Regions from separate parts of the Rattus norvegicus genome. Here region 1 is linked to region 2. Evidence: chromatin contacts called from public Hi-C data. All regions are on one chromosome and are shown on one strand. The core of a region is the stretch at or near the end of the contact, and the rest is flanking DNA. Distances in the headings are between cores, read along the strand shown. Region 1 overlaps Spata13 (spermatogenesis associated 13). Region 2 overlaps LOC120097002 (a long non-coding RNA gene).

Region 1 (7,255 bases), core at 2,932-5,431, 230 kb before region 2:
GGTGGCTTGGTACAGGAAACATCGGGACCACCCTTAACCCTTGGGCTCTGCAGCAGTGGGTGATGCTAGACCAGACACATGGTCCTTGAGATCTGGGCAACCCAGACGTTTCTCACCCATCTGAGCCCTGTGCACCCCTGGTCTCTAGGCACCGCTGCTCACCTTCCCAATCTGTGTAGGTGGCTCTGGAGCCTGGGCACAGAAATGTGGGTGCTGTATTGGTTAATGCCACATGGTAGCTTCCTTCTCACAAGATCATGCAATAAAAAAAGGCCAGCAGAAGTTGGGGTGACGAATCAAAGTACAAGTTCCCCTTCTCTGAAATGTGTGGGACCAGCGCACACCATTCTTTAGATTTCCTCATATTTTCACATACACAACACATAAGGTATCTTGGGGATGAGACCAAAGTCTAAACACAGGATTCAGTTGTTTCATAGATACCTTATCTGATTTATACACAGCCTATAATTCCAAACTATATACTTTTGACTGGGTCCCTCACATGATGTCAGGTGTGGAATTTTCCTCATTGATGCTCGAGATTTTGATCTTGGGGTTATAGATGGTCTACCTGTACAAGTAGACATCAGAACATCAGGACGTCAGAAGCGCGAGCTCACCCTGGTATGTGGTACAGAGTCTGCGGTTACCACAATGGGGAAAAGCACAGGAGGAACTGTGTCTGAACTGACCCAGACAGTGAGGTGAATGGGCAGTGTTTTGCAACAGTGCTGATAAAGGGGAAGCCTTGATAACTATCTGGCAATTCTGGGCTAGGGAGATGGCCTCTTGAGAGTGGAAAAGAGTGTGTGTTCTATAAGTATGCAGTCCTGAGTTCAAATCCCCAGCGCTCATGTAACAAGCTGGTGTGCTCATGTGCGCATCTGTAATCCCAGTGCTATGTTGAACTGAGACAGGAGGATGGCTTGGGCTTGCTGGCTCCTAGCCTAGCTCCAGGTTCAGTAAGACCCTCTGCAAGTGAAAAAGGCAGAGGGTGACAGAGCAGGTCACTAGATGTCTTTCTCTGACGTCCACATGGATCGCCCTACCAGGAACAAATATATCACACGCAGCATATACTACTCATATGCGGCATAAATAAATATGCAAGTGAAGAAATAAAGAGAATTGTGTGCGTGTGTGTGTCCACACCTAGCTGGGCCATATGGAAGAAAGAGTGCTCCATCTGTAAGGTGTGAATACGGGCAGTAAGCACATCCTTGAACTTTATGGGTCCCCGTTGCTAATATTACACAGAGCGCACGCCTGCAGTGCCGTCCACAGATTCAGCTCTTGAGGGAGCAACTGGACAGAAAAGGCCAGTGGAGGAGGCGGCTGAGGGACTCACCCATCTGCTGGTCTTCCTGCACCCGCCGCCTCTCGTCCGCATAGGCCTGCAGCCACCTGGCCTTGTCCTCCTGCTTTCTGGCGCAGAACAGGTGAACCTCATCCGTGGCTTTGCTGACCAACTTGAAGGCGTTTCGCATGCTGAGGTTCCAGTCCTTGTCCCGCCCATCCTCCACATCCACAATGTCCACCTCATCCATGTCCATGCGGCCCTTGTAGTATAGCATGTCCCTGCGCAGCAGGTCCTTCTTGCAGGACACCAGCTGGTGGTCGAACAGGAAGAAGACTCGCTGCTGGGTCTTGCCCTGCCTGGTGATCTTGGTTAGCTCTCCGGAGTGAATCAGCTCGGAGCTTCGGTCCAGAATGTCCAGGCCCTGAGAGAATGCACGTACACTGTGAATCTTCTAAACCAGATTGTTTCCAACAACAAGGATGCAGAAGGGGTCTCTGACACAGTCTTTCTAGAATATTCCATCCAGTTTCCTAAGACCAGGCATTGCTGCCCTACACACAGCCGGGTAGGGCTTCAAAGGCTGTTCAGACCTTGACTTCATGGGTCCCTTGTCATGAAATCTCTTTTTATTTCCTATCTCTATGGATTTATTTATAGTGCATATATGGATGTGGTATATGGCAGGGTGAAGCATGTGGAGGTCAGAGAAGGGCATCTAGAGACCTGCTCAAAGTATCTTCCTGATCTAAAACTCACCTTAAGGTAATGGAATGCTGGGGGCTGGAGAGATGGCTCAGTGGTCAAGAGCACTGGCTGCTCTTCCAGAGGTCCTGAGTTCAGTTCCCAGGAACTACATGGCGGCTCACAACTGTCTGCAACTCCAGTTCCAGAGAATCTAAGATCCTCAAACACCAATGTATAAACTATAAACAAACAATGGAATGCAGACATTTTCTGGAGTGGGAGCTAATAAAGACGACTTCAGGACAAGAAAGGAGAAGCAGAGGTTTTGCTGCCCAGGGACACGGCATTACTGACTATTTTGCTGCACAGGGACACGGCGACTATTATGGCTCCCGAGTCATGTGTTTACCTCCTCTCTGGAGTAGCTAGCTTAGGGTCCTGGAAACAAAAGGCCAGGCTGCCAGCAAGAACTTAGTAAACTCTGATGAGATGGTCCCCTTAGGATCTAAGGTTGGAGAGCAAGTGCCCCTTTGTAACACCTAGGGTGGGACAGACATCCATATCACCTTAACAAGTCTGCTATGAAGTTGGCCTTCATCTCTGACATTTTCATTTTCCCTTGATCCCAATAAGACACAGAATGTTTTGGAGGCAAAAGTGTTTGATTCCAAAATATTTCTTCTATTTCCTTCCCTAGGGCAATTGTGTGCCCCAGATTCTTCACTGAAAAAACAAGGGATCACCAGACAGCGATGTCTGAGGCATGCTCAGGGCTCCTGGGAAAAGCATTTTCTCTGTAGCCAACCCTGTTCTCAGTAACTCCAGCCCAATTCCTGCCTTCTCACCCAATACCTCCTCAGTCTGTGAAAGCCAGTTCTGATTAGTTGGTAGATACAGTGACCCATGTCTGGTTTAGCAACAATGTTAAAGGCTGTTCTTAGCTGCCATTTTACTGCAGAGGTGAGCAGTCCAGATTCCTGGGCCTGGAGAAGGTACTTAAACCTTTCAGGGCCTTCTCCCTGTCCCGTGAGTGATGCCTACTTCTAAGGAGCACTGAGAGGATTCCCTGCATTCATAAATGTGAACGTGGTGAACATGGTAAGGCACAACATACTCTGACATGTGTGTGCATGTGTGAGCACACGCACATGCAGATGGGTGTGCAAATAAGGCTAAGTACACCCATTGGACCATTACTATCAGGTAGGATTATCTGTGCTATTAAATAATGATCATGTAGCCTCAGAAGTAATGTTTTCCTCCTCAACTTAGAGACAATAAAAGATAATTTGCTTCAATCATATAGGACCCAAATATGTCACCTGACTCGGGTCCCCCATGCTCCTATTGCTGTGTTCTATGACTGTGTGGGAACTGGCTCTGCAGGTCAGAGGACCAGACACTAACCAATGTACTAGTGTCCTTGTGCCTTTTAAAAATTACTTTTAATTGTCTACGTAGTGTGTATGCATATATGTAAGTGTATGGTCACGCGTGGGTCACATCGCCCGTGTGGAGGCTGGAGGACAACTCGCAGGGGTGAGTCCTCTCCTTTTACCACGTGGGGCCTGGGGATTAAAGTCACATCTGTGGTTTGGCACCTTTACCCTCTGAGCCACCTCACCTACTCAGACTTAATGTTTTTGGAGGCATTGTATGTCAAAAATCCCTCCAAATTAACATTCCATTAAAGCCAGAACGCACAGCGCCAATCACGGGAGCTAAAGTATGTGTCACTGGGCCTCGCTGCGCATGTGTGAGTGGCACTCACCTCCCAGCCCACGATGGACACCTGCCAGCGGGCGATCTTGTCGATGCTCTCTAGCTTACGCTTGCGTTCATTGATCAAGCAGGCCACATTCTTCATGGCTTCATAGGCCGCCTTTATATTGTTGTAGTCGCTGCAAAGTGGGAAGTCCAGTTTAATTGCAAGACATGCAGCTCACAAGTAAGGGCTGACAAAATAAGGGCGCTCAGTCCCCGGATTTGTATGCGAATGGTCTAGACAAGGCTCTGAGTAGGAGCCATTGTTCCCGGTGAATGGACCACAGTGTGCACAGGTTAAGTGAGCTGAGGGAACTCGATTCACAATTCTTTTGGAATAAGAATGTTGCCACTCATTTCCCAGAAATCACCATGAATGAAAGTAAATGCCACAGAAACCAAGTGTTAGTCATAGCAACTGTGAATTATTCTCACTAGTACAGAGAGCTGTCCTTGATCTCGGTTTTGATTTCGACACAGCCACTTCTGCTATATATAGCTGCTTCAAAATCATCTGCATCGAGTCTCACCTTCTACTTGTTTCAGGAGGGACATGAAAGGCCATGAACAACACAGCCTCATAGTCTTCCAGCAGTGCCCCAGCCCACGCCTCTAAAACTGTCAAGTACTGAAAACCCTAAAATCAAAATTTGCAATTTACACAGAGGCTAGGACACTGCGTGCCTCTATAAGAAAATGTTACGCTCAGGTTTCACTCAGTGGAAGTCTTTTGCGGATGTTGTAAACCAGCAATTCAGTCAACAGGCGGGAGCACTTGGGCTCGTGTGAAGGCACAGCAAGGACCCTGATGGACTGAGTTAGAATCTCAACAGGCTTGAGAGCAGAGGCGGGGGACCAGACACAAGGGAGCTCCAGTCCTTGGAAGTCTGCAGGACTGTCCGCAGAGCAAGTCCTGTCTTCACAGGCTATTCTCAGAGGCAGGGCGGGAGGCAAAACAAACAAGACTGGAACTGCCCAAGAAGTGGACCCCGGCAAAGAAAAGGGACAATGTTTTTTTGTTAAAAGTCCCTGAGGAAGGGCAGAATTTAAGCAGTTTTGCTGTTGCCTTTTTTTCTAGAACTTTTTTTTTTGTTTTGTTTTATATAAAGAGAGAGGGAGGAAGGGAGGGAGGGAGGAAGGGAGGGAGACAGGGGACGGGGGGTGGGGGGGCGGGGAGAGGAAAGGAGCCAGCTGTGATGGCACAACCTCTAATCCCAGCACTTGGGCGGCAGAGATAGGCAGATCTCTGAGTTCAAAGCCAGCCTGGTCTACAGAGTGAGTTCCAAGACAGCCAGGGCTACACAGAGAAACTCTGTCAGGAAAAAACCAAACAAACCAAAACCAATAGAATTCTTTTGTTTTTCTATTTCTGGAAGTCATAGAATATCTTCACATACTCTGTTAAAGCAATAAGCACTGTAAACATCTGAAAAACTTCTTCCATGAAGCTCAGAGGCCGTGTAGTAAATCTACCACACCACCACCACCACCACCACCACCACCACCACCACCACCACCACCACCACCACCACCACCACCTGTCCCTGCCGTTGCAGAAGCACCAGGCTGGCTGGTGCTTGGTTCCATGGTCTCTGGGTGGCCCCTGGCTTACCTGTGCTCCTGGGTGGTGTACTTGAGCAGCTCAGCCAGCTGCAGCGGGTATTTGCAGATCTTCTGCACCGGTGTGAGGAGGAAGCCATCCAGGGCTATATCGATCATCTGCTGGAGCAGGCGGCAGGCCTCAAAGAAGTGCCGGTACTTGCTCTGCTTCATGAGGTTGGACAACTCCACACAGGCTCCTGGGTGGTTGTTACAGTACTCAGAGTAGATGGCAAAGCCCTCTTGCTGGAAGGGAAGGCAACCTCATCAGTCAGCGGCTCTGGGCTGACAGTGAGGACACTCTTGGAGAAGAGGGGGACAGGCCAAGACCGTAGGGCAATCCAGACTTGATGCTGGCCTTTATGGCTGGTGAGTAGGAAGATTGTGGTACGGAGGTAGTGGTAGCTGGGTTCTCTCTAAGGAAGGGTAGAGGGTATCCTACCACTGTGCTCGCTCAGTTCCTGAGCCTGCAGCTGGTACAGCAGAGGGGCAAAGCAATGCTCTGAGTGAGGCTCAACATCCTCACCCCCTCCTTCCACTGATAAACTCTGGCTTGGAGGTACCACAGGATGCCGACGCACTCCCTAGCTATCCCCTGGGGCTAGTTCCACGTGTTACACCTTCTCTGACTGAAAGGTTCCATCCATGTCCCTTCTCTCAACCGTCTCACTCTGAGGGGCAGCCACACTGCTGCCCTGCCACTCTCATGCTGTCCGCCCTCCTGGGATGGAGCTGCACTCTTTCCTCTGCCCAGCAATCCTTTCCCTCAGGACTAGGTAGACATTGCTTTAAAAAAGCCCTGCCATTGGGGCTGGGGATTTAGCTCAGTGGTAGAGCGCTTACCTAGGAAGCGCAAGGCCCGGGGTTCGGTCCCCAGCTCCGAAAAAAAGAACCAAAAAAAAAAAAAAAAAAAAAAAAAAAGCCCTGCCACTGGGTGCGAGTCTACATTCCTAGCCACCACCTTTTCTCCAGCCTCGAAGAGTTGTTGGGCCATGCGCTCACAACTGTCCTTCCTTCCTGTTTCCCCCATCCCACCATGCATGCCTGACTGAGCGTAAATGCAGCAGGTTTCCCAAGTCCCCCTTCCCCTCCACGTGATTTCCCACCTCCTACCTGCTACCTCCATTGCATAGATACCAGAGACCACTGCTCTTTCTTTGCTGGTACAATTAGCCTTGCCAGACTCCTTGGAAGATACCTTTTAAAACGTCTCCTTTTCCTTGTACCCTGGGCTATCATTACCCAACAGGGCTGACCATGGCAGCGACCAGCAGTTAAGGATCTTCTGTGCTTGAGGCCACTCACCTGATTGCTCTTGCCCTGCTTTTGCTCACCTCAAAGCCTCTCCCTAGCCACCCACAGGACCAGACTACTCGCCACACAGGTCTCAAAGATGCTTGGACACCCAGGGACCCACTCCTGACTGCCTTCCTAAGGAGCCTCCATGCTCAGCAATTAAAGGTCTATCCTCGCCAGCTCTAGCCTCCTGCCTCTAGAAAACCACCGGGGCCAGCACCCAGGAAGTGAGGGGATATTGCTGCTGTTGTTAGCACTACTAGAACTATTTCCTAAGCACAGTAATAAGATCTCTGAACTCTTCTACTGTCGGCTATAGTCAGTCGAATAGTAAGTGTCAATAACTCATGTCACCAGCATTGAACCTCGGAGGTTGTGTTGCCATCTGCCTATGAGCATGTGACCTTGGATCACTCACTCTTGTGGGAAGAAGACTCCTATCTACCTAATGGCAGTACATGAGGCAAGGCAGAAGCCTCTGGAATGTCTCTGGCCAAGGTATCTTTCTACGCTATTGTCTGACAGGATGTGATTAATGGAGGAAGGGTCACATACGTGCTGAAGAAAGCAGGATCCTATCTCACTTAAGTGAGGTTCTTCTTTGTTGTA
Region 2 (7,198 bases), core at 2,443-4,942:
TCTAAAGTCTACTTTCCTAAACTCTCAGAAATGTTCTTCCTCATCAAGTTTCTGACTGGATTTCACAAATGCTATAAAGTTCATCTTTTGAAAGACAAAAAAGCAAGGAAAAGTTACATATTTCCAACTTTGTGCTGCATATTTCACATATATTTTTGCATGAGGAAAGACTGCCTTAAGAATTCTATTTGTCTTCGACTATGTGAGGTCAATTCATCTGAACTCTTCAATAAGAATATTGAAAGCCTTCATTCTATCTGTGCCCTGTCAAGTTTGTTTACATTTCAGTTTCTCCATGTGTTTGGGCCTGTGTTGTTGGTATAGACAAGTGCTTTAATTTATCTAAATGACATAATGTAATGTTAAACATGCAGCGGGCCCGCCAGTCATCTGGGATTGCAAATAAAATGCACAAGGAGGCACAGGGTACGGGAGAGGGGATTTGCCTATCAACCTGCTGTGCTAAGGGATGACCAGTTAGCAGGTAGCTATTTCCAGGTGTGTCTGTGAGGTGTTTCCAGGAGGGATCGGTGTTTGAATAGTGGACTGAGAAAAGGAGGTTATCTCTCTCTAGTGTGAGTGAGCACCGTCCAATCAATCGAGGGCCACGTCAGGACAGAAGGGCACAAGGTAGAGCGACTTTGGTGAAGACAAGACAACAGCAACAAAACTCACAGTGACCAAGAGAGTAGCAGAAAAGCAGGCAGCTGGGCCGCTCTGGGCCTGCCCTTGGGCTTGGGACTTCTAGTTCTTGGCCCTGAAAACTAGGGACAGTACTTGGGGTGGTGCTGGCTTCCCTGTTCTCAGACCTTAGGGTGTGGACTGAGCACATCACCAGTTTTCCTGATTCTCTAGCTTACAGATAGGAGATCCTGGGACCTCATAGTTTTCACAATAGCCAGACTCTGCAAACGAATCTCCTTCTCATGTCTGCGCAGAAATGCACAAACTGTACGTTCATATTCTGTTGGCCCCGCTCCTCTGGAGACTCCAAACCCAAAGAGAAGAGATTTCTATACTGCTTATCGAGGATGAGGGCCACCTACACTCCACTGAGCGTAAAATGGGATTGGCTGAAGCTGAATTCATGCCTTCCGGTCAGCAATACAGGTTGAATAGTAGAAGGCACACGCAAGAATTTCACGGTGGCATGGCTTCAGAGTCCTTGCTCTGCAAATGTGAATCCCATCACTGTTGGAACGAAGAGCTGAGGTATCAGGTGATCTGTAGAGCCAAAGGAACGAGCGAGCTCTTGTTCTACACATGCCATGGTATATCTTGCAAACGAGAGGGAAAGAAACCAAGCACAAAATGCAAGCCTCCATGTGTGTGAATTACTGACCAGACACAGCCCATCCATAGGGTGTTAGGTAGTGGATACAGGATAGCGGGTGCCCTCTAGTGGTCAGTTGTGAGCAAGGGGGACAGAAGGCGAGCTCCTGGAATCTGTGAGTTTGGAATCTTACATGAGTTTGCAGGCTGGAGAAATCAAGGGAACAGAACACTAGCGAGATATGAATGTCTCTGCATACGTAATAACTGACGGCTTGTCTTTTGATTTTGTTTTTAATCATCGTTTAAAATCTAATGTAAAGCTGTGCACAGGATTCTCTATGAGACAGAAACTGCCACGGTTCATCTTCTGACAAGGTACATTCAAATCTCAGAGGAAACTTCAGACACTGCACTCGTTCCTCTGATAAGCCATACGGTTTCCTTTTCTGGGCTGCTCAGTGGGCGTGAGGACTGTGACCCCATTTGATAGAGTAAGAAAATGAAACTCAAGGGCTAGAGATGGTTCAGGGGTTCAAAGCTCTCCCAGAGGACCAGGCTTTGAGTCCCGGTATCCACATGGTGGCTCACAACCATCTGTAACTCCAGTGTCAGAGACCTGACAGGCTCTTCTGGCCTCTGGGTACCAGGCATGCATGTGCTGCAGGACATACAGGCAGACCAAACATCCATACACACACACATACACTCAATCAAGAAATACTTTTTAAAAAGACCAAAACAAACAAACAAACAAACAAACAAACAAAAACAAATGAAAGTGAGCCCAGCCTGGAATCCTTCTGCCCGTGCAGTTCCTGGTTCCGATCCCTCTGACTAAAGGCAGCAGCCCTCAGCACCATAACAGTGGGTTGTCTAAGGACCAGGGCCCATGGTTTCCTGCTGGTGTCCCAAGTCACAGGGACCCTGTGGCTCTGCTTTTCATTTTTTTCTCTGTGAAGTACAAAGATGATTTTATCCCGTGACGTTTTACATTAATTGCTAAGAGAAACTCACATTAAGCCTCAATGTTCCTCCATCCAACCGTGAGCGTTCCTTGTTCCTTGGTTTAGTGTCTCTGCTCTGTGTCATAAGCCTGGTACTGCCACCGTGTCATCTCACGGCCACGTTTCTTCTATAAGAACACTCACTCTGAAGCACTCTCAGGGCTTACGACAACAATGACTTGTATTGTGTGGTCTACCCAGTTCAATTGTATGTGTGTGCCTGTGTGTGCATGCATGTGTGTGCATGCTTGTGTGTGTGCTTGTGTGTGTGTGTGCACATGCACATGTGGGTGTATTTTTGTTTATTTGAGACAAGGTTTCATTCTGTGGCCCAGACCGACCTTGAACTCAGGACAATTTTCTTGCCTCAGCCTTCTGGATGCTAGGATTATAGGTGTGTACCACCATACTTGGCTTTCAACTTAGCAATCTTATGGTTTTGTTTGGGGACATGACGGCCTGGGAAAGGGAGAGGAGGAATAACAGAGAGAGTTGGGGGTGTTAGATGAGCACAGGACAATGTTGTGTATGCATAAAATGCTCTAACAAAACCTAGAACTTTGTATGCTTTAAAAATTAATGAATAGAACACTTCTTCAAAGGACCATGTTTCTAAGGAGCTTTGGCTCAAAATCGAATGGAGCTGAAGTGCACACTTTAGAACTTCATCATGGGAGGGGAAAACATCTTTAGGGTGGTCCAGAGGCCATGGCTGAATGTTATATTCAGCTCTGGGTTTTCTGGAAGAGGGTTATAAATCTCCTTTGATAACAGGAAATCGGTCAGTTATTAAAAGACAATTTTTCAGTTGCAGATTCCCAGAAAATATGCCAAGAAAGCCCTCTGCAGGTCCCGCAGGGAGGGCACCGTGTAGGTGCAATGAAACTGGAAATCCCACTGACAGGAGAAGCTCACAAACTCAACAGCCTTGAGTTTTATTTTTAGAAGATATGTTCAAAGAGGAAAAAGATTCAAAGGAATAATGGAGAAAGGAGGAATCTGGGGTTACAAGAGAGGCCCAGGCAATGCGGGCAGGGGGCAGATCAGCCCCCAAACCTGCCCTGCAAGGTGCCTGGAGTCACAGGCACAGGCAAACCGTTCTCTCTGTCAGGTCTCCTACCATGAGAGGGGGTGGACAGGCCTGGGCTCTCCAGCTTCCTTCCCGTAAAGCAAAATGCACAACGACAATCTACCAACTTCTACCTACACTGCCACCCAAACAGCGAAGATGAAATGTCCACGCTTCTGTGTCCCTACAGCAGAGGTGAGGTTTAAACGTCCCCACTGTCTTCCCTGCTGCCCTGGTCTGGAGGGGTATCTCACTTTTCTGCGTGTGGTCCTCAAGTCTGTGAGGAAGGCTATTTCTTGGAAGATCTGAGTTAGAAGAGAATTACGAAACTGGATTGCAAAGAATGTGACCTTTCACTGTGAGCTGCGGTCACACAGCACTTTGTCCTTTCTCTGTTTTGAAGGGACACTCACTTACCCATTAAAGTTATGAGGCACAAAACTCGGGGACGAATTCAAGGAGGACCCTATTTTTCAAATATTCGTTCTCTTAGGGCTGTGGAGATGGTGTGTGTGTGTGTGTGTGTGTGTGTGTGTGTGTGTGTGTGAGAGAGAGAGAGAGAGAGAGAGAGAGAGAGAGAGATTAAAGTTGTGTTTCTGTATGCCTGTTCTCAAACTTTGTAAGCCTGAACCTCTCAGCCACCCTGCTGGCTAGCTGGGGACAGGCTCTCCAGGGATGTTCATTTTGATCAAGCTCCTCAAATTATATTATATGTAATTACATGCATGGTGCATTTAATGAATTTCTGTCCCTGCAGTTAACTCAGAAAGATGGTGAGTTAGGGGCGTGTGTAGAACCACACGTGTCTCTGACCAAAGTGGTCTATGGGCCTGCTTGCTTCATCCAGCAAGCTGCATTGCTGTGAGAATGGGAAGTGTCCGCATGCACCTAGAAAGCATCTGGAGGGTCCTCCCTCTCCACCGCAGCCCTTCCCACAGTTTAAATTACTTTTCCTTCATTTCTCACTGTTAGAGCTTGAAATTTCACCTAAACCAACGGCGCTTACCCATAAACCTTTGGGACAAATACAACATCCCCAAGATGTGGGAGTAACAGCAGGAGTCACGTGTCTGGTACCTCCTGAAAGCTGCGTTGTCTTGTGATCCACACCCATGCTCTACCTGACACTCCCCCTTGTGTACACAGGCGTGCTGTGAACTGTCAGCACCTGTGCCTCTGTTCCTAGAGACAGTCAACCTGCCTGCTATAGGACAGAGTCGGTCTCCGTGTTCCAGGTGGGACCCAGGAGCAAGGGGTCGCTACTGTATTCTCAGAAAAGGCTTTGTAAAGCAGCTCTTCTTGACAGGACAGTGAAAGGCTCTGGCTGTGGGTGGAGGACCGCAAGCCTGGTCTTTAGATCCTAATACTAATGGTCTTATGAAGCAGCCCCTGGTCACAGATTCTCTCCATCCTCGGCCCAAAAGAGCCCAGGGACTTCTCCTTTTGAGGCACAGTGTGATGTGACGTTTTTATTTGATGGCCGGGAATGAAGGCCACACCTTAACCTGCCATGTGCCCTTCCCTTACCCCTTTCTCCTCTACGCCCCAATGCATACTTTTCTACTCAAATTGGAGGCAAGAAAATTGGAGTAATAGAACAGAGTATTTCTTATCACCACCATGATTCTTGATCTAAGTCAGTTTGTCAGTGTCTTAGTTAGGGCTTTACTGCTGTGAGCAACACCATGACCAAGGCAATTCTTATAAGGACAACATTTAATTGGGGCTGGCTTACAGGTTCGGAGGTTCAGTCCAGTATCGTGAAGGTGGGAGCATGGCAGCATCCAGGCAGACCTGGTACAGGAGGAGCTGAGAGGTCTACATCTTCATCTGAAGGCTGCTATGAGACTACTGACTTCCAGGCGTCTAGGATGAGGGTCTTAAAGCCTGTGCCCACAGTGACACACCTCCTCCAACAAGGCCACACCCACCCCAACAAGGCCACACCCACTCCAACAAGGCCACACCTCCTAAATAGTGCCACTCCCTGGGCCAAGCATATACAAACCATCACAGTCAGCATCTCCAACAACTTTATCTGATGAAGCTGTCACCGATTTGTTGGCTTAGCTTTATAGGACACTTTTGATACCAGGGCATTTGCATGTGAGATTCTGAAGCTGAGGCATTGGCCTCAGATGTAGACATAGTATGTTCCAGATGCTACGTTAGTCAACCAAGGTAACACCCAGCCACACAACCATAGCCACACACTTAAGTGTGCACTTATGTGTGTGAGTGTGTATGTGTGTCTGTGTGTGTGTGTGTGTGTGTGAGAGAGAGAGAGAGAGAGAGAGAGAGAGAGAAGGGGGAGCTCCAGGGGGAGGGGAAGGGGGAGGGGGAGAGGGAGGGGGAGAGGGGAGAGGGGGTAAGAGGAAGAGGAAAGACTATCCCCAAAGTTCAGTTAAAAAATCCTATTTAAACAACCAATAGTAGTAACACATGTAATCTTGATTTGCCGGGCGAGTGTAAAAAGGGAGCGTGCTGCTTTCATTCCAATAAACAACCTTTGCAGAACCTGGAGCGTGGCTTGAGGAACTTTGTGGTATGGTTTGGGCTTGAATCAAGCTAAGTGGACAGACTTCAGCCATTCTAACCCCGCTCCGCTGCTCCTTTAAACAAGGCACAGGCCGAGGGCAGGACACCTTTCTATATCTTTGCTTCTGTCCACAGTGGCTTCCCGTGATTCTCCAGGACCCAGCCACCATCGCACAGCACTGTCTCAAGGCTTCCTGGTGGACCACACTGCAGTACCTTCGTTTATACTGCATTCTCTTCTGAAAAGTTGCGTCCGATTGGCCAGCTGTAGCTTAACCTCAAAAATAGGGGGAAAGTTCCGTAAAAGGAGTTGCTCTTGGGTGCTCTCCTCCCGTATGATAAAACACTGACCAAAAGAACTTGGAGAGGACAGGCTTTATTTAGTTTACACTTGCAGGTCTGTCCCTGAGGGAGGCCAGGGCAGGGGCTCAAGGAGGAACTAAAGCGGAACCACAACAGCACTGTTCACTAGCTTACTCTCAGCCAGCTTGCTTATACACCCTGGACTGCCTGCCTAGGTGCAGTGCAGCACACAGCAGGCTGGGCCCTCCATGCTAATCATGAATCAACACAGTCTCTTACAGACGTGTCTACTGGCCAGTCTGATCTGGTCAGCTCCTCAACTAGGTTCCTTCCTTCCCAGGTGACTCTAGGTTGTGCCGAATTAAAAATTAAAAGTTACCAGGACAGGAATTGTAACAAAGGATCACCCAAACTCAGAGAGAAACGGTATATAAACTACTGTGGGGTTTAAAGTTCAAAGCCCAGAGGCTCCATTCTCTCACTTGGTGTAATCTGCATCCACAGTGGAGAGCCCTGGTCGGAGTTCCTCCAGGCACTTCCTCCTCACAGGGAGGGAACTTTACACAGTGGGTGCTTGGATGTCTTTGTGTCTTCTTTCACTGGGCCAGATGGCAGCATCTGTGCCTGTCTTCCAGAGGCCACAGGCCCACAAGGTTATCTGCCTTTCCAAATCTCACTGGGCCTTAGAACACAGCTGGGTTTACACCCGGCTTCTGGGTAGCAGGATCGGTTTCTCCACCCAATCTAATTACTACTCAATATGCTGTGATTAAGACTTGGACTCACCTCGGCTCAGCTACCTGTCACTTCCAGGACTTAACCTTCCATATTCTCAGAGGTTCAAGTCTTCTGAGTTGAAAAATAAAAGTGTGTGATATGTACAATCCCTTATTTATAACTCATTTTTTTGTTGCTAAAACAAAATACCAAGAACTGGGTACTTCATAAAAAAATCTTTTTCTTGCTTGCTTGCCTGCTTTCCTCCTCCTCCTCCTCCTCCTCCTCCTCC

What was found. Hi-C and Micro-C count contacts between places; a contact is called where the count stands out from the background.
Region 1: a contact with region 2 is called in a Hi-C map of Schwann cells, with 5 times the contacts expected there. The contact joins two enhancer-like sites. A contact is called at or near these places in 2 of 12 Hi-C or Micro-C datasets (Schwann cells and hepatocytes).

The regions. Positions count from the first base shown.
Region 1 is chr15:39,070,402-39,077,656 of GRCr8, reverse strand. It overlaps Spata13 (spermatogenesis associated 13), which reads right to left. Exons shown (of 13, transcript NM_001191686.1): 8 at 7,202-7,255; 9 at 5,364-5,596; 10 at 3,759-3,888; 11 at 1,352-1,724. Among named protein-coding and RNA genes, the nearest start is that of C1qtnf9, 17 kb to the left of the region's middle. Within about 2 kb of position 4,181, at least 45 of the 93 cell types and tissues checked have an H3K27ac peak or open chromatin away from gene starts, as enhancers often do. A contact at or near this core is called in Schwann cells, where this site is marked.
Region 2 is chr15:38,844,330-38,851,527 of GRCr8, reverse strand. The region is part of intron 3 of LOC120097002 (a long non-coding RNA gene); the gene reads right to left. It overlaps LOC120097003 (a long non-coding RNA gene), which reads left to right. Exons shown (of 2, transcript XR_005493999.2): 2 at 1-252. Among named protein-coding and RNA genes, the nearest start is that of Spata13, 110 kb to the left of the region's middle. Within about 2 kb of position 3,692, at least 2 of the 93 cell types and tissues checked have an H3K27ac peak or open chromatin away from gene starts, as enhancers often do. A contact at or near this core is called in Schwann cells, where this site is marked.